4 separate regions of the Mus musculus genome follow, and regions 1, 3 and 4 are each linked to region 2. The links are chromatin contacts, called in public HiChIP or PLAC-seq and promoter capture Hi-C maps. All regions are on one chromosome and are shown on one strand. Each heading gives the region's core, a stretch centred on a gene start, on an enhancer-like site or on the middle of the called end of the contact. The rest is flanking DNA. Distances are from core to core; before and after follow the strand shown.

Evidence for each region. Promoter capture Hi-C pulls out the DNA fragments that hold promoters and counts their contacts. HiChIP or PLAC-seq counts read pairs in DNA pulled down with a chosen protein or histone mark.
Region 1: a contact with region 2 is called in an H3K27ac HiChIP or PLAC-seq map of embryonic stem cells, with 6 times the contacts expected there. The contact joins the enhancer-like site here to the promoter of Six3os1 in region 2. A contact is called at or near these places in 4 of 39 promoter capture datasets (the 3T3-L1 cell line, frontonasal cranial neural crest, hematopoietic stem and progenitor cells and 1 more), 4 of 484 Hi-C or Micro-C datasets (bone marrow-derived macrophages, embryonic stem cells, lens fibers and 1 more), 17 of 115 datasets of contacts at active chromatin or transcription factors (SST interneurons, bone marrow-derived macrophages, craniofacial prominence and 10 more) and 5 of 9 other capture datasets (adipose tissue, embryonic stem cells, liver and 2 more).
Region 3: a contact with region 2 is called in a promoter capture Hi-C map of embryonic stem cells, with 2.6 times the contacts expected there. The contact joins the enhancer-like site here to the promoter of Six3os1 in region 2. A contact is called at or near these places in 8 of 39 promoter capture datasets (the 3T3-L1 cell line, the C10 cell line, embryonic stem cells and 4 more), 1 of 15 datasets of contacts at CTCF or cohesin (the NIH/3T3 cell line), 8 of 115 datasets of contacts at active chromatin or transcription factors (craniofacial prominence, embryonic basal ganglia, embryonic forebrain and 5 more) and 4 of 9 other capture datasets (adipose tissue, embryonic stem cells, liver and 1 more).
Region 4: an H3K4me3 HiChIP or PLAC-seq map of stem cell-derived neural progenitor cells shows a contact between it and region 2, with 30 read pairs. The contact joins the enhancer-like site here to the promoter of Six3os1 in region 2. A contact is called at or near these places in 2 of 39 promoter capture datasets (the 3T3-L1 cell line and liver), 1 of 484 Hi-C or Micro-C datasets (bone marrow-derived macrophages), 16 of 115 datasets of contacts at active chromatin or transcription factors (bone marrow-derived macrophages, craniofacial prominence, embryonic basal ganglia and 10 more) and 4 of 9 other capture datasets (adipose tissue, liver, macrophages and 1 more).

What each region holds. Positions count from the first base shown.
Region 1 is chr17:85,161,144-85,166,889 of GRCm38.p6, forward strand. All of the region lies in intron 3 of Camkmt (calmodulin-lysine N-methyltransferase), which reads left to right. Gm36826 (a long non-coding RNA gene) reads left to right here. Exons shown (of 3, transcript XR_877067.3): 3 at 895-2,818. Among named protein-coding and RNA genes, the nearest start is that of Gm36826, 6.0 kb to the left of the region's middle. Within about 2 kb of position 2,053, at least 39 of the 459 cell types and tissues checked have an H3K27ac peak or open chromatin away from gene starts, as enhancers often do. A contact at or near this core is called in embryonic stem cells, where this site is marked.
Region 2 is chr17:85,614,299-85,620,319 of GRCm38.p6, forward strand. It overlaps Six3os1 (SIX homeobox 3, opposite strand 1), which reads right to left and starts at 4,098. Exons shown (of 4, transcript NR_038085.1): 1 at 3,759-4,098; 2 at 1,296-1,445; 3 at 350-394. It also overlaps a transcript of Six3 not described here.
Region 3 is chr17:85,253,916-85,259,642 of GRCm38.p6, forward strand. All of the region lies in intron 3 of Camkmt (calmodulin-lysine N-methyltransferase), which reads left to right. Among named protein-coding and RNA genes, the nearest start is that of Gm36826, 99 kb to the left of the region's middle. Within about 2 kb of position 3,281, at least 29 of the 459 cell types and tissues checked have an H3K27ac peak or open chromatin away from gene starts, as enhancers often do. A contact at or near this core is called in embryonic stem cells and stem cell-derived epiblast-like cells, where this site is marked.
Region 4 is chr17:85,139,112-85,145,228 of GRCm38.p6, forward strand. The region is part of intron 3 of Camkmt (calmodulin-lysine N-methyltransferase); the gene reads left to right. Among named protein-coding and RNA genes, the nearest start is that of Gm36826, 16 kb to the right of the region's middle. Within about 2 kb of position 3,665, at least 18 of the 459 cell types and tissues checked have an H3K27ac peak or open chromatin away from gene starts, as enhancers often do. A contact at or near this core is called in embryonic stem cells, neural stem cells and stem cell-derived neural progenitor cells, where this site is marked.

The sequences.
Region 1 (5,746 bases), core at 803-3,302, 460 kb before region 2:
TAGATAGATAGATAGATAGATAGATAGATGGATAGGTAGAAGAGATACTGATTAGTAGTAGTAGTTTGGTTAAATATAGGTTAAACAAGGTCTGTGTTCAGTGTGATCGAATTGTTGGTAGCACCCAGTCACTGTTTCCAGTATTCTGTGGCACCCAACTGAGTTTTATGATGATTTTTTTTTATGATGTTAATCTTTTGGAACTTTTTTTTGTTGTTGTTTTTTTGAGACAGGGTTTCTCTGTATAGCCCTGGCTGTCTTGGAACTCACTTTGTAGACCAGGCTGGCCTCGAACTCAGAAATCCGCCTGCCTCTGCCACCCGAGTGCTGGGATTAAAGGCGTGTGCCACCAGTGCCCAGCCATTTTGGAACATTTAAAAAAATTTTTTTATTTATTTTCTGTACATGAGTACACAGTAGCTGTCTTCAGACACACCAGAAGAGGGCATCAGATCCCATTACAGATGGTTGTGAGCCACCATGTGGTTGCTGGGAATTGAACTCAGGCCCTCTGGAAGAGCAGTGAGTGTTCTTAACCGCTGAGCCATCTCTCCAGCCCCCTTTTGAAACATTTTTTTTAAAGATTTATTTATTTATTATGTAAGTACACTGTAGCTGTCTTCAGACACTCCAGAAGAGGGTGACCCCTCTCCTCTTCTGGATCTCGTTATGGATGGTTGTGAGCCACCATGTGGTTGCTGGGATTTGAACTCAGGACCTTCGGAAGAGCAGTCAGTGCTCTTAACCGCTGAGCCATCTCTCCAGCCCCTTTTGAAACATTTTAACATTTATTTTACAGCATTTATGTAGCAATAATTTAAAAACTTTTCAAGAATAGACTCCCATTTGGAATTTTCAAGCTCATTCATCATTGTCTGCATCTTGTTACGCTAGGAAAATGACTGACAGGTGGAAATGCACAAATGCTGACTGTGTATGTGTAGCTCAGCATGCGATGTGCAACCCTGAAGAATGAACGAACGAACGAACGAACGAACAAACGAACGAACGGCCTACTTAAACTACCTTTCCCGCTCTCCCACGGTCAGGCGATGCAGTTATGAGGTAATTGAGTAGGACTCAGAGAGCTATGCCTCCTTGTTTCCTACCTTTCCCGCTCTCCCACGGTCAGGCGATGCAGTTATGAGGTAATTGAGTAGGACTCAGAGAGCTATGCCTCCTTGTTTCCTACCTTTCCCGCTCTCCCACGGTCAGGCGATGCAGTTATGAGGTAATTGAGTAGGACTCAGAGAGCTATGCCTCCTTGTTTCCTACCTTTCCCGCTCTCGCACGGTCAGGCGATGCAGTTATGAGGTAATTGAGTAGGACTCAGAGAGCTATGCCTCCTTGTTTCTAGTTTTGCTGACCTCTGGGACTTTCTTTTTAGGTCAGTTCCTTTAGGGTCACAGGGCAGAGGTCATCTCCATCAGAAAGGGGCTTAGGAACAGAGCACACTTACTTTATCCTTTTACCATGTTTGTCTAACCGGAAGTTCCTGGAGTCAAGTGATCCCTCAGCCTCTGGTCTCCTGAGTAACTGAGACTGAAGTTGTGTGTCACAGTCTCTTAAGTAGCGCATTCATTCCCTTCCCCTCGCTGCCCTCCCCTCCCTTTCTGTCCCCTCCCCTTCCCTCTTCTTTCTTTGTTGATTTTTGAGATAGACTGTCTTTATAGTCTAGGATGGCCTTGAACTTTGCCAGCCCATCCTAGGCATTCCCGTTCATGTTCCACAGATGTACCCTCACTCTCACCATTCTGTGCTATGGTTGCTGATTTTAAGCCACAAAACCTTTGTCCCTTGTTTTTTCTCATTAACCATTTTTTTTTAAATGGCATTATTTTTCCAACGAACTCCTTTTAAGTTGGAGGGGTCAGAATTCTCCCTTTATAGCTGTATTGATATTTCTGCTTTTTCTCAAAATAGCTTGTGTTACATCAGCCCTTCTGCCTGAATTCCACACCTTGAGAGAGGAATGTGCGCATTCAGTGCTGTGCCTGTCCCCACCCAGGTTACGCCCTACCCTGTCTTTGTCCCAGCTCCACTTTCTTGGTAACTTTTCCTGCTCACTTGCTGTCTGTTTAAATGTCAGAACACTTTCCCTGTGACTCAGTACATATTTATATTCCAGTCTCTTTTTCTGTTTGAGACGTCTTCATGCTCTTCATGGCTTTTGATTTGACTTGCTAGAAAATAGTTATCCTTTGCCCACATCATGAGTTTTCAGGATTATAAAACTCTTTGACCTTTAAACTATGACTAACAATCTGCTGCAATCATTGCTGGTAGGTGAGAAGATGCAGACTAAACTGTGAGTGAGCTACAAGATCAGAGTGCTGACTCTCTGGCCTGAATCTTCACCATTCTCATCGAGAGAGTAGCTCTCGTTGCCAAGGCCGTGGATCTTAATTTACTTGGTATTGTGTTGTATTCTAGCATGTTCTAGGACAAGAATATCCTCCTTCCTTCCTCTCTCTCTCTCTCTTTCTCTCTCTCTCTCTTTCTTTCCTTTCTTGAAGGTTTCTCTGTATAACCAGGTTGGCCTCGAACTCAGAGATCCAACCAGCCTGTGGTCCCCACAAGTGCTGGGATTAAAGGTGTGCAGCACCACTGCCCAGCTAAATATAGTGTTTTATGGAGTCATCAAATATACATGCTTAACTGTATAAAAAAAGCAGTTATAATTTCTTAACCCAATACAGAATAAGTAATACCCTTTAATTTGTTGAGTTTTTCTCCTGCTTCCCCCATATCTCTGTATCTATCATCTATTTTTATCTATCTATCTATCTATCTATCTATCTATCTATCTATCTATCTATCTATCCATCTCTCTATCATCTATGTATCTATCATCTATCTGTCTTATCTATTTTTAATCTATCATCTATGTATCTATCACCTATGTATCTATATATCTATGTATTTATGTATCTATGTATGTATGTATCTATCATCTATCTTATCTATTTATAATCTATCATCTAAATATCTATCATCTATGTATCTATCATCTATCACCTATCTATGTATCTATGCATCTGTGTATCTATCTATCCATCTATATCTATATATCATCTATCAAACATCTATTTATCTAATATCTATCTATCTATCTATCTATCTACCTATCTATTGCTTTATCTATCTAACATCTATCTATCTATCTATCAATTAACCATCTGTGTCTGTATCATCTCTATATATCTATAGACAAGAAGGTTTCAGTTTTCTGCTGTATCCCTCTGTCGATATCAATTAGTGAGTGCTTCTGTAGAAGGTGATTTGAAGACTTGGAACTACAAATCAGTCTGATAATTGGGTTCTATCTTTTCTATTTTGAGCCACAGTGTTCTGAGTATTTTGACACAGGAGCTTTTATACTTGAAATAATATAAAAGCAAGAGAATATTCTCTTTCATCTGCATTTCTGAGACTTAAGCTACATTTTTTCCCTTTTCTTTCCTTCAGTGTCTACTGTGTGCAGGTAACACAGGAGTGATGCAGAAGAGGCTGCCCCTCCGTAGTCCTTAAGAGAAACATCTGCTCCCTTGGTGAATGGGCATGCTGGTAGCAGCTTGGGAGATAAATCAATCTGGCCCAGTGGTTTAACTTTTCCTAAGTGAGCTTCCACCTAAGAGAAGGAACTGTACAGATGCAGGGAGGAGAAAGCTGTGTGGCTGGGCCCTGCCACCGGCCCTGTCAACATCCTCAGAGGCCAGACGGAAAGAGGGGCTCATCAGGCTCAGAGACATCAGATGGAATACCCCATAGAGCTTGCTTGCTCTGTCACTGTCTCTGTCTCTGTCCCTCTGTCTGTCTTTTTCTTTCTCTCTCTGTATGCATGCGTAAAGTAAAACTACATACATAAAACCAAAATGTACATGTGCATATGAAGCAAGATAAAATGCATATCATTTTACATCTGCTTATTGTATGTTGATGAAGGTTGATGAAGTCTTTTCACAAAACGGCCTCGGAGCCGTGTCTTCCCCACGCCCCTTGACCAGCTCGAAGCTTTCGATGCTTCCTTGCACCGTAGCGCAATGTCAGCCTCCGTCTCCAGGTTGTCTCAGAATTCTCTGGCAAACTTCTGCCAGCTTCAGAGTATAACTGAGACCTTCCCTTCCTGCTGAAGCCTCCTCCCCTTGTATTATAGCATTTGGGGCACCCAGTTATTCTTGATGTCAGCCATGCCTCCGTCTGCTGGAACTGGGGTGGTTTTTACATCGCTAACATCTGGCGTGAATCTCTTCTTCTGGGAGGTTGTAATAAATGCTTGGATGACTGAAGGAATAAGTGAATGAAAAAAAAATCCCGCCTCGTGTTCAACGCCTGCTTGGGTCCTTCCATCCCACCTCATGTTTGAAGCGTGCTGGGTCCTTCCGGCCCATCTTTTCTTTTGTGCTATTTAATCTTTTTTCTTGTCACACATTTTCCTGTCCCCCTCCAGTAGATGTTAGAGTTCAGGAAATCTGCGTTTGAAGATTTAAAATATAGTGCTTTGAACTCCTTAGAGGAAAAGCTATGAATAAATAATTAGACTCATTTCACATCAAAATCTAAAGTGTGGAAAAAAAAGTTCGTATCATTTGGTGCTTTATTCACGTGTATGGTAATCTGATGGCACATCCATTGTTAACACAGAGCTACACTGAAATATTTTACTCTCGGGGCTTTTCATGTGACAGAAGACGGCTTTTTTGAAAATGAAAAAGCTCCTGTCCCTGGCATGCCAAGTTGAAATTTGTTAGTTTTGAAAAGCGTGGATAAATATAACTGTGTTTTCCTCGGACAGTACTTGAGAAGTTCCCGCCTGCATCAGTGTTGCACATGAGCGCATACGACAGTCCTGCCGACTTTGGGGGGGTGTAAATCAGGGGTGTTGCCGAGGAGCTGCTTAGCGTTTTCCTGAGGGTGAAGTGCTTAGGTTTGGAATTTAATTGCAGGTTTTACGTTTAAGCTGTTCAGTATTATTCTCATAAAGGTTCTATACATTTCGTGCTCTGTAGTTTCACAGGCTTAGTCACCACAGTTGAAAGACATCATCTTCATAATGAAGCCAGAAATGAAAAAAGGTTGATCACGCACGGTGGCTGGCTGGGACGCTGAACAATAGCGTATGACTTCTTCATGTCTATTAAGTTAGACTGTGGGGTGTGTTTATCTTCCTGCAATGATACCGAACTGTAACAAGAAAATGTAACGCTGTGCAGCTCTGCCAGGGGGTGTGCGTCTGTTCTCACTTGGTGTGGATGGTAGGGGCTCTGTACGCTGCCTACTGGGCTCAGTCTAAAGTCATAGAACTGGGCGTGATATTGAAACAAGATACGTAAATAAAAAGTGCAAAGGCTTTCAAGTACCCTCTAAAACTTGTGTTGTTATCTGTCTTCACGGGGCCTGTGTTAGCTCAGGAAGTGTGATGCGCGAGAAAATGCCACTTATAGCTTCTTGGAAGTAAATAAGTGATATGGTCTGGTGGCAGAGCTAAAGGATAGTATGATGCATAGGTGATAGATTTACTCAGCACTTCTGTACACTTCATATGGTTCCGTTCAGTTCTTTGACTGTTAGTGAAATGCTGACTGTGTTCCCAGTGCTCCATCAGATACTGGCAGAGATTTCTAAAGGAGTATGAGATCAAGTCCAGCCCTGAAGAACTTGGCATTCTGGTAGAGACAGAAATGATTCCTTTGAACTGTTAGATGTGTGAGTGACAGTACTGTAAGCTGTCAAGATCGTTTAAACA
Region 2 (6,021 bases), core at 2,848-5,347:
CTCGACCCCTTTCCTGCAGGTTCAAATCTTGAGGTTCTGCTGCGCGCTGTCTCCTTCCCCCCTCTTGGGACGCAGAGGCTCAGTGCCAGAAGCTGAGAGTAATCATTGGTGATTGGAACTCCGGGGTACCGGGTGAGGCGTCACAAGGGATCTACTAACCTGGAACCCCAAGCCAGAAAGCCCCCATGGTAGGGTGCAAGTACCCTGCCACCCCGCCCCCAACACCCGAGCCACCGTTGGCGGGAGGAGCCCAGAGAACTCGGACCCGCCTAGGGGGAAAGAGGGAGGGGAAAGGGAAGGGGTCGGGGAGGAGCTGTTGATTTACACGGAATTCTTTAAACAGACTTACCCAGCCACCTGTTGAGAATCAGTCTGGGGTCGGCCAGCTCCGGATCTGCTCGAGGTGGACACACAAAAGCAAAAGCCAAGCTGGGAAAGTAAATTTCTTTGGCTATGCCAGACGCGGCAAGCTAGGCTAACAACCTTGCGCTAGGGTAGCAAGGCTGTAAGATCCAAGAGGGGGTTGTCGCAAGAAGACCCACTACTCCAGCGTCCGCCCCTATCCCACGCCTCCTCAGCCTAGAGGCCAGGACTCAGGGCTCCTGAACTCGGCGCTCAGGACTCAGCACCCTCAGTTCAACTTAAGCCGGGGCAGGCCTTCTAAGCCCTGCTCAGAAGTCAAGAGCAGCAGCGCCGCCGCTCCTCGCAGCCTTTCACGCTGCAGCCGCTTCTTATTCTTGTGCCTCGGCCTTTCTGGGCGCCCCCGGACAAAGCCCCCAGAACCCGGTCGCTCCCTTCCCGCTAAATCCCCTTCGGGGTCAGTGCGCTACCAGCACAGGGCCGCACGCCTCTCCTGCTAGCCGTGTGGCTCTTAAAGAGCCCCACACCCCTCCGCCCTGCGTGCTCCTCCGACCCCCGCCACCCCTCCCCTCTCCTCCGGATCTAGCCCCCCACGCCGTCGCCTGAAGTCCCTGCTGCCCCGACCCAATGCCCGTGGACTCCCAACCCCCTCCTTTCGCCTCCTCCCCTCAGCAGCCGGTGGGCTCGGAACTGAATCCTACCCTCCGTTTCAGGTCTCCCTCTCTCCTAGAGCACCCGCCCCTGACTTTTCTGCCGCTGCTTTTGCCCTTAGAACGGATCGTGACCTGGGCACTACTGTGGTCCGGCTCAGAGATGATCCTGGAGTTTATGCTTGGGTTTAGTTTAGGGGGTCATTGAATGGAAAGGGGGCTGGGCTCGGGAGTGGAGCCGAATGGAAGGAGGGAAGGGAGGAGGGGCCGGTCAAATAGACTTACACTCTGCAGTTCTTCTATTCCAGGACCTACATTGGTCTTCAGCAGTAGTTGAAAGCTGGCATTGAATGGGGTCTTGAGGTTAGCAATCTCACTCTGACCAGCGTAGGAGGGTGGGCTGGTGAGCATACGAAGATGGGCTTCCAGAAAGTCCTGAGTGGAGAACCGAGAGTTCCCTGCTCCACCAACCCAGCAAGTGCTAGGGGTACTCAAGAAGGGAGTGAAAGGGGACCTTGAGTTCCAACTGTCCAGGAGAAAGAACAATGGAGGCGAGAGGGCAGTGAGAGATGTCAACTCTTCCTGAGGAGTGAAGTGCAGTTTCTAATGGTTTCTTATATTAACTAGTTAGCTGTGTTCCTTGGCCCAAGAAGAGGAGAGAAGGAGTAGATGCTTGTCCTAGTGGGTGGCTGTCTCCACTCCCTTTTCCTAGGATTTTCCCCCTCTCGTCCAGGTTTTTTTGGGGTCCCAGTCTTGCCTAAGGAGCGTGGTCTTTCCTGGGCTAACTTCTTCAGACCTCTCCATGGCTATAAACGCAATGGAAGAGAGACCAGGGATGGGATTGTGTGAAACTGGAAGTCATTCTCCGAGGGGTGTGAACTGAACCTGCCCATCCTTTCTCAAATACAGGCCTAGAGTTCTAGTTGCCTGGAAGGTTGACCTTCCAGAAAGTGTGAGGCCACCTGGGGAGAAGTGCCAGGCCTCCTGGGGAGACCAGAGCAAAGGAATTTGAGGGGGGAGTGGAAAGCTGACCCTCCCCTGTGTACCAGCCCTTCTGACGTTCTAACACTAGTCCAGATGCACCTTTAAGGAGCTGGGCTGGTTAATTGATTTACAGCTGGCCCTGTGGGGGAAAGTTCGTGGTACCCACGGGTGAGCTAGACCTAGTGGCTGTAAAATCCACTTCCCTACTTTCCCACTCACACAACCATTTTTAGCTTGCATACTCCAAGTAGCTGGCTTCTTTCTCCAGGGGCTAGATCACCGTGTAGCCAGCTAGACTGGGTTTGTGCCCACCCTCCTGGGCCCGGTGGTGGGAGGTGTTCAGGTCCTAGACGGAGCCAAACCCCTCTTGTTTGAGGATGTGGGGGGTGGAAGGGCCTTTAGCGGGCGGCGGGGCTCATTAGGCAGAGCGGGGTGCCGAGAGGTGCGCGCTGCCGGCCCCAGAGGCCGCCTTTGAGCCGTCGGGGCGGCTTCATTAAGCAGCGCTAACAAGGCGTACAAATGCCGGGCCCAGCAGCTTTTTTGCAATGGTGGGGCCTTAGCAGGGCGCCAGGCTAATGAGGGTCACTCAAAGGGGCTGATCAAATATTCAAATTTCCCCTCACGCCGGGAACTTTTATGCACCAGGAAAGTTGAGGCAACTGAGCTGTGTTTACTGTCCAGAAGGACAATTACGTGGAAGCCTGGTGCCCGGAGGCTAAAAAAGGGAGGGGATATAAGGGGGAGGGAGCAGTTGTTGTTGTTGTTTTTGTTGTTGTTGTTGTTGTTGTTCAAAGGAAAGTAATCGGAGTCCCTGAAGGGCTTCGGGGCCTCTCCGCCTGAGTACTGCGCTCCCCTGCGCCCTCCCTGGCGGTCTGCTCCAAGCTCCTTCGTTTGCAGCTTGCGGGGAGGCCCAGACCACCCGCTACCCAGCAATCTCTCTGTCTTCCAATGTCCTAGAGCCCGGAAGAGGCGTTGCCCCCAGGACAAACCTTCCTGACCGTTTGGGTCGGCTGTTCCGGGTTGAGCATGGGTGAACTGGGTGTAGCTGTCCCAGGCCTTCTGGGACTCGCTTTCCTGGGCTTTCCCTGTAGCCCCAAACAAGGAGGAAGTGTGCTTCCCGCAAAGTCCTCTGACTGTATGAGACGTTATCAAGGCTGGGTTGCAGCTGATATTTGTAAATAAATGCCCCGCAGAGCAGGACTGAACACTCCCCAATTCAAATGCTGCATTTCTCCCCGCAGATCCGGTAGGCCAGGGTTGAAGGGTGGCGACAGATTTATCTGTGCAGGTGACCTCTGTGGGTACCAATGCCATAGATCCACCAAGTCCCCAGTCCTTGAGTCTGAGAGGAGAGAGAGAGAGAGAGAGAGAGAGAGAGAGAGAGAGAGAGAGAGAAGAGATCTAGAGGCCCTACAAGCCAATCCCCTAGGGTTTTGTGGCTCTGAGAGTATCGGAGTGCAGGCGGTGCTCAGCATCCCACCCACTCTGGAAGTGCCCTGGGCTCCATTCCGAGCCCTCGCTTTACCCACCCCAGATCAGGGAGCAAAGCAGCCTGGGTCCTTTGCACCAGCTCCTCTCACCAATGCTCAGCGAATGGGATTTTGGGGAGACTCCAGAGGTTCACAGACACCCTCTCCAAAAATGCACACACCCAAACCTTTTAGATCAAGACCCTGCGGAGCCTCGGCGGGATCCAGTCCTACAAAACGCATCAGGAACCACCCGCCCCGCCTCCCTGCTCAGCTTTCAGGACTCTCAACTTACCGGCTTCGGGAGGCAGCATAGGGCTTCCGGCCTGGGCTGGAGAAGCGCAGGCAGCGTTGTGGCCAGGAGGTGGGCTCAGAGGGCGGCGCAGAGCCTTGCTTGGGGAGAGGCTCTCGGACAGTCGGGGTTGCTGCGGGCCCGAGCCGGGTAGGGTCGCGCTCAGAGCTGTGCGCCCTGCCTGCGCCCTCCTCCCGGCTTAGCGCTTACAAGGCGCGGCCGCCAGAGAACTGCAGAGCCCCGCGGGTCCACCGGAGACCAGGCACTGGAGGGAGTATAGGGCTGGCCCCGAGCAGCATCTGTGATCCTTTTGCCTCAGTTCTTCATGAGTGGCGAGGGTTTTCGATTTCAGCGCTGTCGGCACAGCCCTCGGCACCTGCCCAGCCTCCCTCCAGGCCTGGATCCCCCCCACTCGGAGGCGGGGGGTTGCGGGGATTGGGAGGGACTGGCCGGGTTCACCCGCCCGCCTGGCGCCTGGGTCCCCGGCTCCGGGGGATGCAGTTTCGGGGTCACGAGCTGCTTTCAAAAAGTTGAACACAATATTCGGAAACCCACCCGTAGGAATTCTCCCCCTCCACACGCGGCACAATACCCACTCCCCTCCCCCTTTTCATTCCTTCCTCCCCCTGCTTCCTCCTCCTGCCCCTTCTCCCTCCCACCTTTCAGTCTATAATCCTTCCCCCTACAAGAGAAAGGGGTCCGGAAGAAAAGATGAAGTGTCTGTTTTTGTGTCCCAACCTTTGGGCTCTTTCTGGGCCCGCAAAGAGCGACCGCCCAGAGCCTTGCAGTTGAGCGGAAAAGCACTCCTGGTGCAGATGAAGATGTTTGGAGAGAGAGAGAGACCGCCAAAAGTGGGGCTCGACGGATCTACCTTTTAGGGTGAACATTATTCTGCCCTGGTCAGCGAGTTTAGGCCCCTGAGCTGCCCCCTGCTAAAGAGCCAGTATAGTCCCCTAGCCTAACCCAAACATTCGGTGTCACCCTCAAACCGAGTTTGCACTCCTCGGCCCTTTAAAACCTGGCACTGTCGGATCAAGGCCTAAGAAAGATCCGAGCTTGAGATTTAGGGCCTGCGACCATTTTGGCTCCAGCCTCCAGTTGGGTTCACGTTTAAATTCTCCCACAACTTCTTTTTTTCCACTTCTCCCTCATTGAGCTCTCCTGAGTGGTGTGTACCCGGCGCCGCGCCCCCAGATCTGCATCGGAATGTAGAAAAGATCTTTTTAAAAAAAGTTTTGAATTCCTCAATGATTTTTCTTCTGGAAAGGCAGCTTAGGATAATTATTTCAGCTTTATTGAGGGCAGATTAGTTGAAGTCTGGGCGCTGCGTTTCAATACGCGTTGTACATGGGCCGACAATGTGGGCATTGTTAGCTACTGTGTGTGAATCCATTCAACATATACACTTTTTAACACCAGTCCGAATCCTGTCTAAATATACACAGTGCGTAGGGAAAGATGTCTCTGACCCGGACAAATCTGCGTAAATCACACTTCCATAGTTACAGAAGCCTCACAAAGGGAGGCCGGCCTCAAGATGCAGATTACAACTTCTCACAAGCAACATACCTAAGAATAAATAAATGCCCGGGCCTGGCCCAGAGGCTGTGGTAGCCGCAGGCAGGAAAGACACTCTGAGTTCTTTGGACAAGGGGAGTCTGTTTCAGGGTTATGATATTGCTTTATGTATGGAGAATTTTGGCTTTAATTATGTATTGTAGTTATTTACATTATGAGCTTTCAGGCCTTGGGCGCTTACTCAGGGTGGCCTCTAAAGTTTCTGTATCTTTTGGGGGATGTTGGGCATGACAGGGGTTGTACCCATGGTAGGAAAAGTGGGCATCCTCCCCTAGGTCCAGAGTCCCTAGGTTTCTGGCCTCCTGTTGCTAGTCTACCACTGTGGGAGACAGCTGAAGTCTGGGGGGTGGGGGAACAAAGAGTGGAGTTGATTTTGAAGACAGAGAAAGTGTAATGTCTCCACTGTTATAAAATGCATAGTGATGGAAAACTTCACCAATGCTTGGCTGGGAGCAGAACTGTGCAATGGTGTGGAAAGAGTTGGGAAATGTAGTCCAAGGGCACTGACTGGCCAGGAAAGCCTCATAGCCTCCTGCTTGTTAATCTTAGCCCTGGCTTCAACTCCCTATGTACCATATTCTGTCTCCCAGATCTAGGCTCCCCCAGCAGCTTGCTACGGTGACTATGCAGTGAGCCTCGTCATCTCTCCTCTTTCTTCCTGACCAGTGGTCACATAGACAGAAGGAGG
Region 3 (5,727 bases), core at 2,031-4,530, 360 kb before region 2:
GCCTGTGGTACCTCCTTCGGAGAAGTAGTGGGCAGCCATTCACACACAGGCACACGCACACACACGCACACGCACACACACACGCACGCACGCACGCACACGCACGCACGCACACAGGCACACGCACACACACACACACACACACACACACACACACACGCACGCACGTGCATGTGCAAATGGGTACATATGAAGATCTGAAGAGTGGACATTGGCTTCTTCCTGTATTGATCTTCAACCTTATTTATTTATTGACCCAGACCTTTCACTGAACCTAAAGCTCACCGATTGGCCAGACAGGCTGGCTAGCAAACCCAGACTGGGGTCGTCCTGTGTCCACGCCCCCAGCACTGGGCTTGGAGATGCACGCTGCTATGCCCAGCCATTTGCCTCTGTGGTATTGGTACTCCATGCCCAGGTCCTCATGTTCACACAGTAAGCACGTTGCCAGCTCAGCCATCTCTCTAGCCCTGTGTCACACTGACCTTGCTATATTTGAGTGGGCTTTAGGCTGGGGTTGTCTTCTATTTTCCCATGACTGAATTCAATTATGCCCTGTTGACAGGTCTTAGCAGAAGTGATGGTGTCTTATGGTCAACTAGGTACTTAAGACACAGGGCCCAGAGGACCCAAGCTAGATCTGACCCGAAAGCCCCGAGGGCTAACTGTCACAGTAGCAGAGGCCCTGTGCAAGCACCCAGCTAAGACACCCTCAATCACAATAATGGCCCATGAATCTGAAAGGGAGTACGTACGAGGCAGGGAGGCTCATGGGAGGGTTTGGAGAGAGGAAGGGGAAGGAGTAAACGATGGAATTATAACCTCAAAAAAATAAAAAGTTCATGTTTTTAAAAAGCTGTTAGTGTGCTCATTGAGATTGTACTGTTCCCGCTGGGGTGATTATTTGTGGGTGGGGTCTCACCTGTGTCCCTGGTTATGACAGATCTGAATCTGTAAATTAATTAGGGAGAACAGGCATGGCAATGATATGAAACCATCTTGCAGTAGATAGGAAGGTCTTTCCATTTGTCCTGCTCACACTGGAGGTTGCTAGGGACACTGGAAAAGCAGACACAGTCTTCATACAGGGATTGCACATTCCTCATAAAGTTTATCTCTCTCCTTTTTCCTTTGTTCCTATCAAAAGTGTTTTCTATATCATTATATTCATGGCCTGGCCATTTGATGCTCCCAGCCTCTATATGTAATTTAATATCTTGCTACCCAACAAGATACATACTGTTTAACCATAATGTACTATAATGATAATGTACTGTAGATTTAAAATCTATATTTTTAAATTAAGACTACTGCTTCAAAAAAGTACATCTAAGCTGGGCAGTGGTCGCGCACGCCTTTAATCCCAGCACTTGGGAGGCAGAGGCAGGTGGATTTCTGAGTTTGAGGCCAGCCTGGTCTACAAAGTGAGTTCCAGGACAGCCAGGGCTACACAGAGAAACCCTGTCTCGACAAACCAAAACCAACCAACCAACCAACCAACCAACCAACCAAACAGTACATATAAATACAACCACTCAAACCTCTTCTGAGTGCAGAGTTCACTTGTATGTACTCTTCTGCATTTAAGGTTCCTTTCCAACTGTTGGGAATTATTCATTAAGTACAGTGTGGCCCCTATGAACATTCATTTTTCACATAAGTCCTCTTAAAACCAACTAGAAAAGTCCTCTCAAAACCAACTAGAAAATCTGAAATAAGAATATTTGTGACAAGGAAAGAGTGAGGCGTGGTTAATTTGGGTACCACGTTATAACTCAGATCAGGCTAGCCTGTAACCACAGGTTCCGGAAGATCCAACACATCCGGTGTGTGGGCACCAGCATCCACGGGCTGGTCAGACCCCCCCACCCCCAGCACTCTCAGCTGCTAAGCCATCTTTCCATTCTCTGTGGTGAGAAATGTTAAGTGGTCTGACCCAATCTGATTTTTCTGTTACTTCTGGTGCTAAAATTTTCAGAATACAGAAAAATTTCAGGACTGACTGTGTTAACATTCTGTCTAAACTCTACCCCACAGTTACCTGGCAATAGCTAGATAGGTCTGGCCCACTCTAAAAGGGGCTGCTTGCCCCCCTCCTGTCTTTCTCTTGCCCTCTTGATCTCTTGCTTCTCTCTTGCTCTTGTTCCCCATCTCTCCCCATTCCTTTCCCTTCCCCCTCTCTCCACATGCTCATGGCCATGGCTGTCTTCTACTTCTCTACTCTCTCTCTCTCTCTCTCTCTCTCTCTCTCTCTCTCTGCCTTTCTCTGCCTCTACTACCCTCTTAACTCCCCTCTCCATGCCCTGAATAAATCTATTCTATACTATACCTTTGTGTGGCTGGCCCCTCAGGAGGGAAGGGATGCCTCGGCATGGGCCCGCTGAGCCATCCCCATACCATAGAACATATATCTCTTTTATCTTTTTATAAACACATCAGGTTGCAGGGTTAAGTATTTCAAATAATTAAACAATTTTTATAATGTAGAAGGTTAAGTGCGGAATTGTGCATTTCTCATGGGGTGACAGCCTCCTTAGTGGGAGTCCAGAACACTGCTTTAGTGTATGGTCCACCACATTAACTTCCCTTAGTTGTCGGCTGGTATTTAAAAGTGGAAATCCACGTGGGGCTGAGTTAGAATCCACGGTATTTTCATTTCGGTTCAGAAGATGATGTATATTGGGTAAAAGCAATGATGGAGGGGTGGCAAGAAAGTCAAATGAGCTCATGGCACCCCACGGGCTCCTGGGACAAGTCTGCCAGGCTGTGATGGCCCAGACATGGTTGTAACAACAGACCTAATGTTTTCAGTTTAATGCCCAGCTCCAGAAAAAGAGGGAGCTGGAAAGAAAATAATTTTGGTACTACATTAAATACATCCCATGCTTATTTCTAAAAATGGTGGAAGAAATGATCTCATAGGCTGGTGCTAACGGTTACCTGAATGTTTGGGCGACTCAGCAGTTCATGCAAGGGTTATTTGTTCTGCTGCTGGCTCCCAGATGCCTGTGTCTACAAGCCAAAGGGGGTTTCCAGCTGCTCGAGCCTCCGTTTTCTTTTTCTTTGTAAGCTGGTAGAGTTGATGCTTAAAGGACAAGATTCTAAATTGATTGAGTGACAAAGGAATACAGTGTTAATTAAGCTAGGCCATTGTCTTTAAAGTGGAGTCAGTACATTGGAAGTCAGATTTCTCTTCAGGTTTGGTCAAACTGCCTAAGGCTGCGACTAAGTCCTTATTAGGTTAGGGCTGCGGGGGAGCCGCCATTGTTTGCCGGTCAAAGACCGGCTTGCTGTTAAAAATCACAGCATGAGGCTTAAGCTGCTGCAACCATTATCCAGTGCTAACGCGTCCCTAAAGGTCTGCTAATAGAAGCAGAGGAAAATATCAATCTTTAGTTTTAGAACAGCTGAGTAACCTTAGCACCTGTTTATTCAGAGCAAGGCTTCCGAGATGCTTTGATGGGCATGCGGTAAGGCCCGGTACCGGTATCGATACCGCTACCGATACCGCTACCGGTGCCGCTTCCCCAGGCCACAAGAGGAAATGCAAGGGAGACTGAAGGGAAGAGGGAAAAAAAAGCATGTTTTCTTTAGCATTTTTATTTAAAGGGCAGGAGGATCAGAACTAATCTGGGATTGACTAGGGCACACGTGGTTTTTAGAAGAAAAGTTGTGTACTGGATATGGGAGCCTTGGGAAGCAGAGGCAGTAGGGTCTCTATGAGTTTAAGGCTGGCCTGGTCTACATAGGAAGTTCTAAGCCTGTCAGGACTATGTAATGAGACCCCATGTTTTGTTTTTGTTTTAAAGGATAGTTTTGTTTAATTTTCTGCAATTCATTTTGTGGCTCAACGACAATCAGTGAGGACATGCTACAGTGGGCAAAAAGCATGTTCTCTAAAGAAAGTAAAAACTCAAGTGTTCAGTAACAACCAGTTTGCGTTTACCTATCCACACATAATAAATAGAATTAGGATGTGGTGGCTACTGGCTTTCCCTTGTGAAATATGCAAGACTCTGGGATAGTATGAATTTAATTAAAGAAGGCTCTGTGCCTTACAGAAGGGAGGGAGAGGAAAGAAATTGCTGTTGCAAACTTCCTTTAGCAAGGTGTTCCAAAACATTCCCAGAGGTGCTGGGAGATACTGAACCAAGTGCTGGAGATACTGAACCAAGTACTAGGAGGTGCAGAGCTAAGTGCTAGGAGGTGCTGAACCAAGTGCTGGGAGGTGCTGAACTAAGTGCTGGGTAACTTAGAAAATACTCTCTATGACTAAAAGCATTCCACTTATAATCTTTTTACAGCCTCAAAAAAGGCTATTTTTGTATTTCCTCTCTTATTCAGTTAAATTCAAAAGCCAGTGACTATACTGAGCTTGTCCTTTTATAAGATATTAAAAACATCAAAATGTGTCATAAAATCTGTTTGTAGAGCTAGTGTACATCCAGTGTCTAGGGGAGTGGTAGCTTGTCTTCGGTCACAGAGTAAGTGACAGAACAAGGGTGGGAGGAAACCTAGAGCTCTCATATCTGCTCTACAGCCCTCTCTGTAATTAACTGTGTGAAGATGAAGGTGGCAGGGAGGGGATTATGAGCGGCCAGTTTTAATGGACAGCTTACAGATTAATAAGATTGGGGTGATAGTATTTGATTCAAAAATTAATTCAAATAGTGAAAATCTAGAAACGAGATGTATTCCAATGGCCTTCCAAGGAAGGAGTCAGAAAGATGTCCAGCTGTGCCTTTCCTAGCTTTCTCTGTGGCTGTAACATTTGCCGATATCCGGCCATACCCTTTGCATGTGGGTTTGTGAGTACTGTACACTATGAACACAGGCACACTTACCTTTGGCCGCCTTTGACCACCTCCACACCTGAGAGCTGATGTCTAGCCCTAAACTCTCTATCCTAGCCCCAGGCTGCTGTCGCCCCTGTCCTGTGCAGCCCAGTTGGTCACCTGGGTGACGAATCTCTGCGGAGGGCCGCATCAGAGCAGGCTCAGCCTCATTCTGCCACGGCCATTTCCATCACCACTCGCACTTGATCTCTTTCACATTTTATAGAATCGATAAATCTCATCCCTAAAGAGTCCAGCAGGCCTTTGATTCCTGACCTGACATTTGCTAATGCTACGCCTGATGACCTGCCACTACGGATCTGCAGCCCTGCACTCTGTGTTTGACAACACTCATAATATGAATCAATATTCAGCATTCAGTAAGTGAGCCGGGAGTCATTTCACTGCTGCAAAAGGCTGCGTTGCCCCCGGGCAGCTGTCAGAAATGGGGAGTTATTAATAGCCCTCTCTCCTCACTTAGCATAGTCAGTAGGGGTCAGGCATGAAATGATTTAATCAGTTTATGATATCTGTGACAGAGAGCACTTAAAATGTAATCACAAAATTTAGGTAGAAGTGTCCCTGGGCTGTTGTAAGGCTTTTCCCACTTAATTTTCCCTAATCCCTGTACAATGTAGTGCATACTGAAGACAGATCCTCCAACAAAGCAACATCTAACCTGTGTTGGTGTTATTTCTCCATTGGCAAACATTGTGTGTGTCTGTCTATATGTTTGTGTGTGTTTCTCTGTGTGTGTATGTCTCTGTGTATCTCTGTGTGTGTCTCTGTATGTGTCTCTGTGTCCGTGTGTCTCTGTGTGTGTGTCTCTGTGTGTGTGTCTGTGTGTGTGTCTGTGTCTATGTGTGTGTGTGTCTCTGTTTGTGTGGGTGTG
Region 4 (6,117 bases), core at 2,415-4,914, 480 kb before region 2:
TATTCACTGCTGCATGTGCCTGGCTGATCTGTGAACTTCTGGGAATCCCTGTCTCTACCTGCTGCTCCTCCTGCTCCCCCTGCTTCACCACAGCACTGGGAATACATGGTGAGTGCCTCTGCACTTGTTTTACGTGTTAGTTTGGGGGCTAGGACTCAAGCGCCCGTGCTTGCGTGGCAAGCATGATCCCCACAGAGCTCTCTCCTCAGCTCTCCTGACAGACTTACAAATGTATTTATTTTATTTTTTTATTTTTTATTTTTTAATTTTTTTAAATTACGTATTTTCCTCAATTACATTTCCAATGCTATCCCAAAAGTCCCCCATACCCTCCCCCCCACTTCCCTACCCACCCATTCCCATTTTTTTGTCCCTGGCATTCCCCTGTACTGGGGCATATAAAGTTTGTGTGTCCAATAGGCCTCTCTTTCCAGTGATGGCCGACTATCTTTTGATACATATGCAGCTAGAGTCAAGAGCTCCGGGGTACTGGTTAGTTCATAATGTTGTTCCACCTATAGGGTTGCAGATCCCTTTAGCTCCTTGGGTACTTTCTCTAGCTCCTCCATTGGGGGCCCTGTGATCCATCCAATAGCTGACTGTGAGCATCCACTTCTGTGTTTGCTAGGCCCCGGCCTAGTCTCACAAGAGACAGCTATATCAGGGTCCTTGCAGCAAAATCTTGCTAGTGTATGCAATGGTGTCAGCGTTTGGAAGCTGATTATGGGGTGGATCCCTGTTAAATTCCTAGGCAAATGGATGGACCTGGAGGGCATCATCCTGAGTGAGGTAACACAATCACAAAGGAACTCACACAATATGTACTCACTGATAAGTGGATATTAGCCCAAAACTTAGGATACCCAAGATATAAGATACAATTTGCTAAATGCATGAAACTCAAGAAGAATGAAGACCAAAGTGTGGACACTGTTCCCCCTTCTTAGAATTGGGAACAAAACACCCATGGAAGGAGTTACAGAGACAAAGTTTGGAGCTGTGATGAAAGAATGGACCATCTACAAATGTATCTTTATGTTAAAATTTTACATCTATCCATCCATCCATCCATCCATCCATCCATCCATCCGTCCATCCATGTTCTATTTATCTGGGGTGTGTGTGTGTGTGTACAAAGGTGCAGACGTGTAGGCATGTCACAACATGTGTGTGTGAGTTGGAGGACAACTGTGAGAGTCCATTCTCCCTTTCCATCCTTGGGTACTGGGGATGGAACTCAGGTTATCAGGCTTGGTAGCAAGTGTCTTTCTTTACTGAACCATCTTACTAGTCCCCTTGTAGACTTTCAAAATACATTTATAAGCATATAAACATAAAATTGAAAGGCAGAGTGGGTCATACCATGCATTAATTAGCCTGTGCTCTCATTTTCTCTAGCATATTAAAAGATCTTGGCATATCAACCTATCATACTTCTTGTTCATCCTTTTAGTGGCCGCATAGTATTACATTATTAACCATTTCTTAATTAGATTCTCTTCCTTTTGATTGCTGTTTAACTTTTTTGACTTTCTGGTATTCTAAATATTGCCGCAGTTGTGCAGTTAGTATTTGTACTGATTTTTTATGGCTGACATAAAAGTTATCACAAACGGTGTGTTTAAATGGCATAAATGTATCATTATTCTTCTCCAAGTCAGAAATCTGACCCAGGTCCCAAGGGTGTGAGATGAAGATGTAGATAGGTGAGCACCCATTCCCAAGGGTGTGAGATGAAGATGTATATAGGTGAGCACCCATTCCCAAGGGTGTGAGGTGAAGATGTATATAGGTGAGCACCCATTCCCAAGGGTGTGAGATGAAGATGTAGATAGGTGAGCACCCATTCCCAAGGGTGTGAGGTGAAGATGTACATAGGTGAGCACCCATTCTGGAGCCCTAGGGAAGGATGACTGTCATCCCCAGCTTCCTGCTGTCCCTCCACCCACGGGCTCCTCACCACCCCCTCTACCTTCATAATGAGGAGTCAGAAGGGCACCCCTGGAAATGTTGACTTGAGGGTCTGGACACTGCTTTTGTAGTTAATGCTAGAACATTGGTAAGCTTTCCCAGACCCCCTGAACACACTGTCCATCCATCACTGGGTTCTCTAGTAGATGCAGCATTGGCTTTTATTTACACCTCAGATCTCATGTGTGTACATCTGAGGGATGTAGCCTAATTCACTCCTAGTACTTTAGGTGCATTGCAATGCAACCTGGGAAAGTAGCTGTGGGTTTCACGCTTCTACAGTACAAGAAGACACTCACCGAGAGGGAAGTTGGAGTGTGCGCTGGGAATTTCTATGTTATAGTCTGCAGCTCAGTTCGGGCCTAGCTGTGTGCTGAAAGCTAGGTAGTAATATGTTTGGTTCATAGAGGTTGCCCGTAGCCAGGGAAGGGTCCTTCTATGTGAATCTGCTAGGGATCACTAGGATAATCAACTGCACATACTCTGTTTTACAGAAGGAAATGTATTACGGTTTTGAGACTCTTGAAGTTTTTGTTGAGCCAGAAGGTTAGATTTAGGGAAGATGATCAGGCACACTGCCTGTAACATCTGGAAAGTAGCTCTGACAGATGTCTTGTTGCTGTTCCTGCTCAGCACTGAACCCAGTCTGTGCTCAGTAAGTACTAAATGCTCTCACATGGCTGCCTCTAAAATAACGAAGTCCTTCCCTTACACTCAGTAGAACAGTGCACCCCAGGGACAAGGGCCTCACCTTTGCCCGGCAATAAATGGCTCACCTGCAGGACTTGATTGGCTAAGACTGGGCATTCTTGATTTCATTCTGGAAAGAAGGAATTCACGATGTGGGAAATGTCCCAGGCTTACCAAAGAGTCCTCTGAAAGATGCATGTGACCCACAGTTTTCCATATAGTGAGCTAGAAGTGAAGCCAGACAAGTTATCTTGTAAATTGAACGAAATGGTCTTATATTATTAGATGCGTACTCCTCTTTGCCATCCCTAACATCTTTCTGGAATCTGGTGTGCACCACCATAGACTGACTAAAGATTTATGTTCTTAAATTTAATTTTTTCCCAAAGACATGCTCTCTCGATGTAGTCGTGGTTGTCTTGGATCTCACCATATAGACCAGGCTGGCCTTGAACTCACAGAGATCTGCCTGCCTGCTGCTCTTAGGTGCTGGGAATAAAGGTGTGTAGTATTACACCTGGCACATGTATAAAGACTTATTAATGGTAAGTCTAAGATGAGTTTGATAATGATACAATGTTATTTAAGTCCCCGACTTGTGCTTTGAAAATTTCCAAAGGTCCTATCCAGTTATATGGAATAAAAAACACGACAAGTCATTTTGTGTATAATTCTTGTATATGTTAATTCATAAAGCCTCAGATAGGTTTATACTTAATATTATTGTTGTCATGATTCTTTAGGCTCAGTTGTAAGAGATGGACTCTGGATATACAAAATCTGAGAGCAGTTAGGGTAAGTGTAGGTCCCTGAGGATAGTATGCACAATTTGCACCTCAAATCACTTAATTATGTATTTAAAACACAGGCTCCGTGGGGCCTGTGCTTTGGCCTGCCTTTTGGGACAGACTGCCATTTACTGTACAGCTTGCATCCTGCCAGGGTGAGCTTTCTCTACCCTCTCTGGTATCTTGTGTAAAGTTTCCCCTTTCATTCTTTCCTCTTCTCTTTAGTTGTCTAAGAGATTAACGGTCACCTCATTATCATTGCTAATCACTTCCCATCACAGTGGTCCAGAGGACCACAAAGGCAGAGAGTATTAAGTCTTTAGTCACAAAGGAAGTCATCAACTGTTTTTCTTGATCTGTGGTGCATTTTCTTGAACCCTTGCAGGGCAGAATGGCCTAAGGAAATATTTCTTGATGAGTGTGGGAGTAGATCTGCTGCTGTCACTGTGAGACCAAATATGGAAGAAAGAAGGCGAGTGGGAGGGGACAGAACAGAAGCCATTGTGGCCTTCCTGTAGCGCTTTATAGGACGTTTTACAACAGGCTCCTGTTTATAGACTTACCAAAAGTTCTTTGTTTAAAAACCTAAATATATGAATGTAAAGAACTTTTATTTATTTTTGTTGGTTGGCTTTAAGTTGCTGCAATGACACCCAGGATGTCACCTATAAGAGGCAGGGGCCCCTTTGTTCTTTGTCCCTTACTTACACTAATAATTGATGTTTCGTCACATGGTTCCCATGCATATTTCTCAGCAGGAACAGCATCCCCACTCCTTGTTGCTCTGGCTGGAATGGAAGCATCCTCAGGTTAAACCCATGAGCGAGAACAAGCAGCCCTCTGTGCCTGTCCTCGTGTCTCCATGCTTAGCTCACACAGCACCCAGGTGCAGCAGACCCAGCCCTGCATTTTCCTGTTTGCTAAGATCTAGATTTTGTTCAGAGATTAAAAAAACAAAACAAAACAAAAAACCTTTAATGTAAAAACTGCAGTCATAAAATGGTAATGCCATCTGAACCAAGAATTCCTTTCTAGAAATATGTAAATATTTTAATAACTCTAACTTCATTTTTTGGGGAAGGTGTTGTATAAAAAATTAAAAGGTGACGTTGCTACTCAAAGAGATAGTACAAAGAAAAGAAGACAATTAAAACATATCAAGGATGCTAAAGATGGGCGAACAATGATCCTGCTGTTTATAATTAAAGTTTTGTAATTTAATATTCATAACAGACTTATTGAAGGTAAAAACACTTGTTTTTCTTTGCTTTTAAACACTTGTTTTTCTCTTAAGGCATTCTTATTTTCTTCTGCTAACAAAACAAGATCCAACTTAAAGCATGTGAGTCCTGATTCATAGAACATGCTCTTGAGATTTAAAGATTTAAAGAGATTTAAAGGTCTCTTGTCTCTGACTTTTGATCATTTCTATTCCTTGTCAAGTTTTTGATTACAAAATAATAGAAATGGATACTAATTTTAGTCAAAATGGAATGTACAGAGTACTGGACAAATTCCTAAATCTGTAGGGGAGAGGAGAGGTGTGGTTAGGAAATGCACAGGAACTAGTGGACCGGGTTCTGGAACTTCTGCCAAGGTCAGCCCGCATTTGCCGATCACCCTGACCTTGAGACGCTTGTTCCCCTTTCTATAGTCATTTGTCACTTCATTTTTTGCTTCAGCTCTCTTCCTCAAGACTCAAGGCCCTCAACCTGGTGCTCATTTGGTAGAAGGTGCTAAGATATCTTATGCATTTCTAGCCCTCAGAGTTTGGTGTGGGCTGGGGGTTGGGGCATGGTACCGTTCAGTATACTGTAGGAAGCTACCCTGCCATTCATCTTTTGGTTGCCAGAGTTACGTATACTGGCTGTTGGAAAACAAACGCTCTATGTTGGTTGTTGATCTGCAGCATACATTTTAGCTGGTAGTCAGTGTTTTACTCTCACAAAGCATTGTTTCCCAGATGACACTGTAATGGAGTCTTCAATTCAGCTTTTGTAAGAGGTCAACTCCTTTTTGATGGAAGAATACATAGCATCTGTATATTTCCTGGGCTATCAGTCTATGGCTTTATTTTATTTCTTTCATGGTAAAGTGAATTGTTTTCAGAATCAGTATGCAATCATGTGTGCCTTAATTAAGGTTTCTATTGCTGTGAAGAGATGCCATGACCAAGGCAACCCTTATAAAGGACAACATTTAATTGGGGCTGGCTTACAGGTTCAGAGGTTCAGTCCATTATCGTCAATGAAGTAAGCATGGCAATGTGCAGGCAGGCTTAGCGCTGGAGAAGCTGAGAGTTCTACATCTTCTTCCAAAGGCAAATAGGAGAAGACTGGCTTCCAGGTAGCTAGCAGGAGGACCTCAAAGCCCACCCCCACAGCAACAACTCCAATATGGCCACACCTCCTAATAGTGTCACTCCCTGGGCCACGAACATTCACATTACCACAGTGTGAGAAACCACCACAGTGTGAGGATGTCCATTATACATTTAGTGCTTCTTTCTCATCTTTACTCAGTATCCCTAACCTGCAGAGTAATGCAGGCGCCGTAAGTGATGCTGGTTTGATATTCTGGAAGAGGAATGATAATATTTTTCTACTGCCTATTCTAGTTTTAACAGAATTACCCTAAAAGTAAAAAAATCATGTATATGTATGTTTAT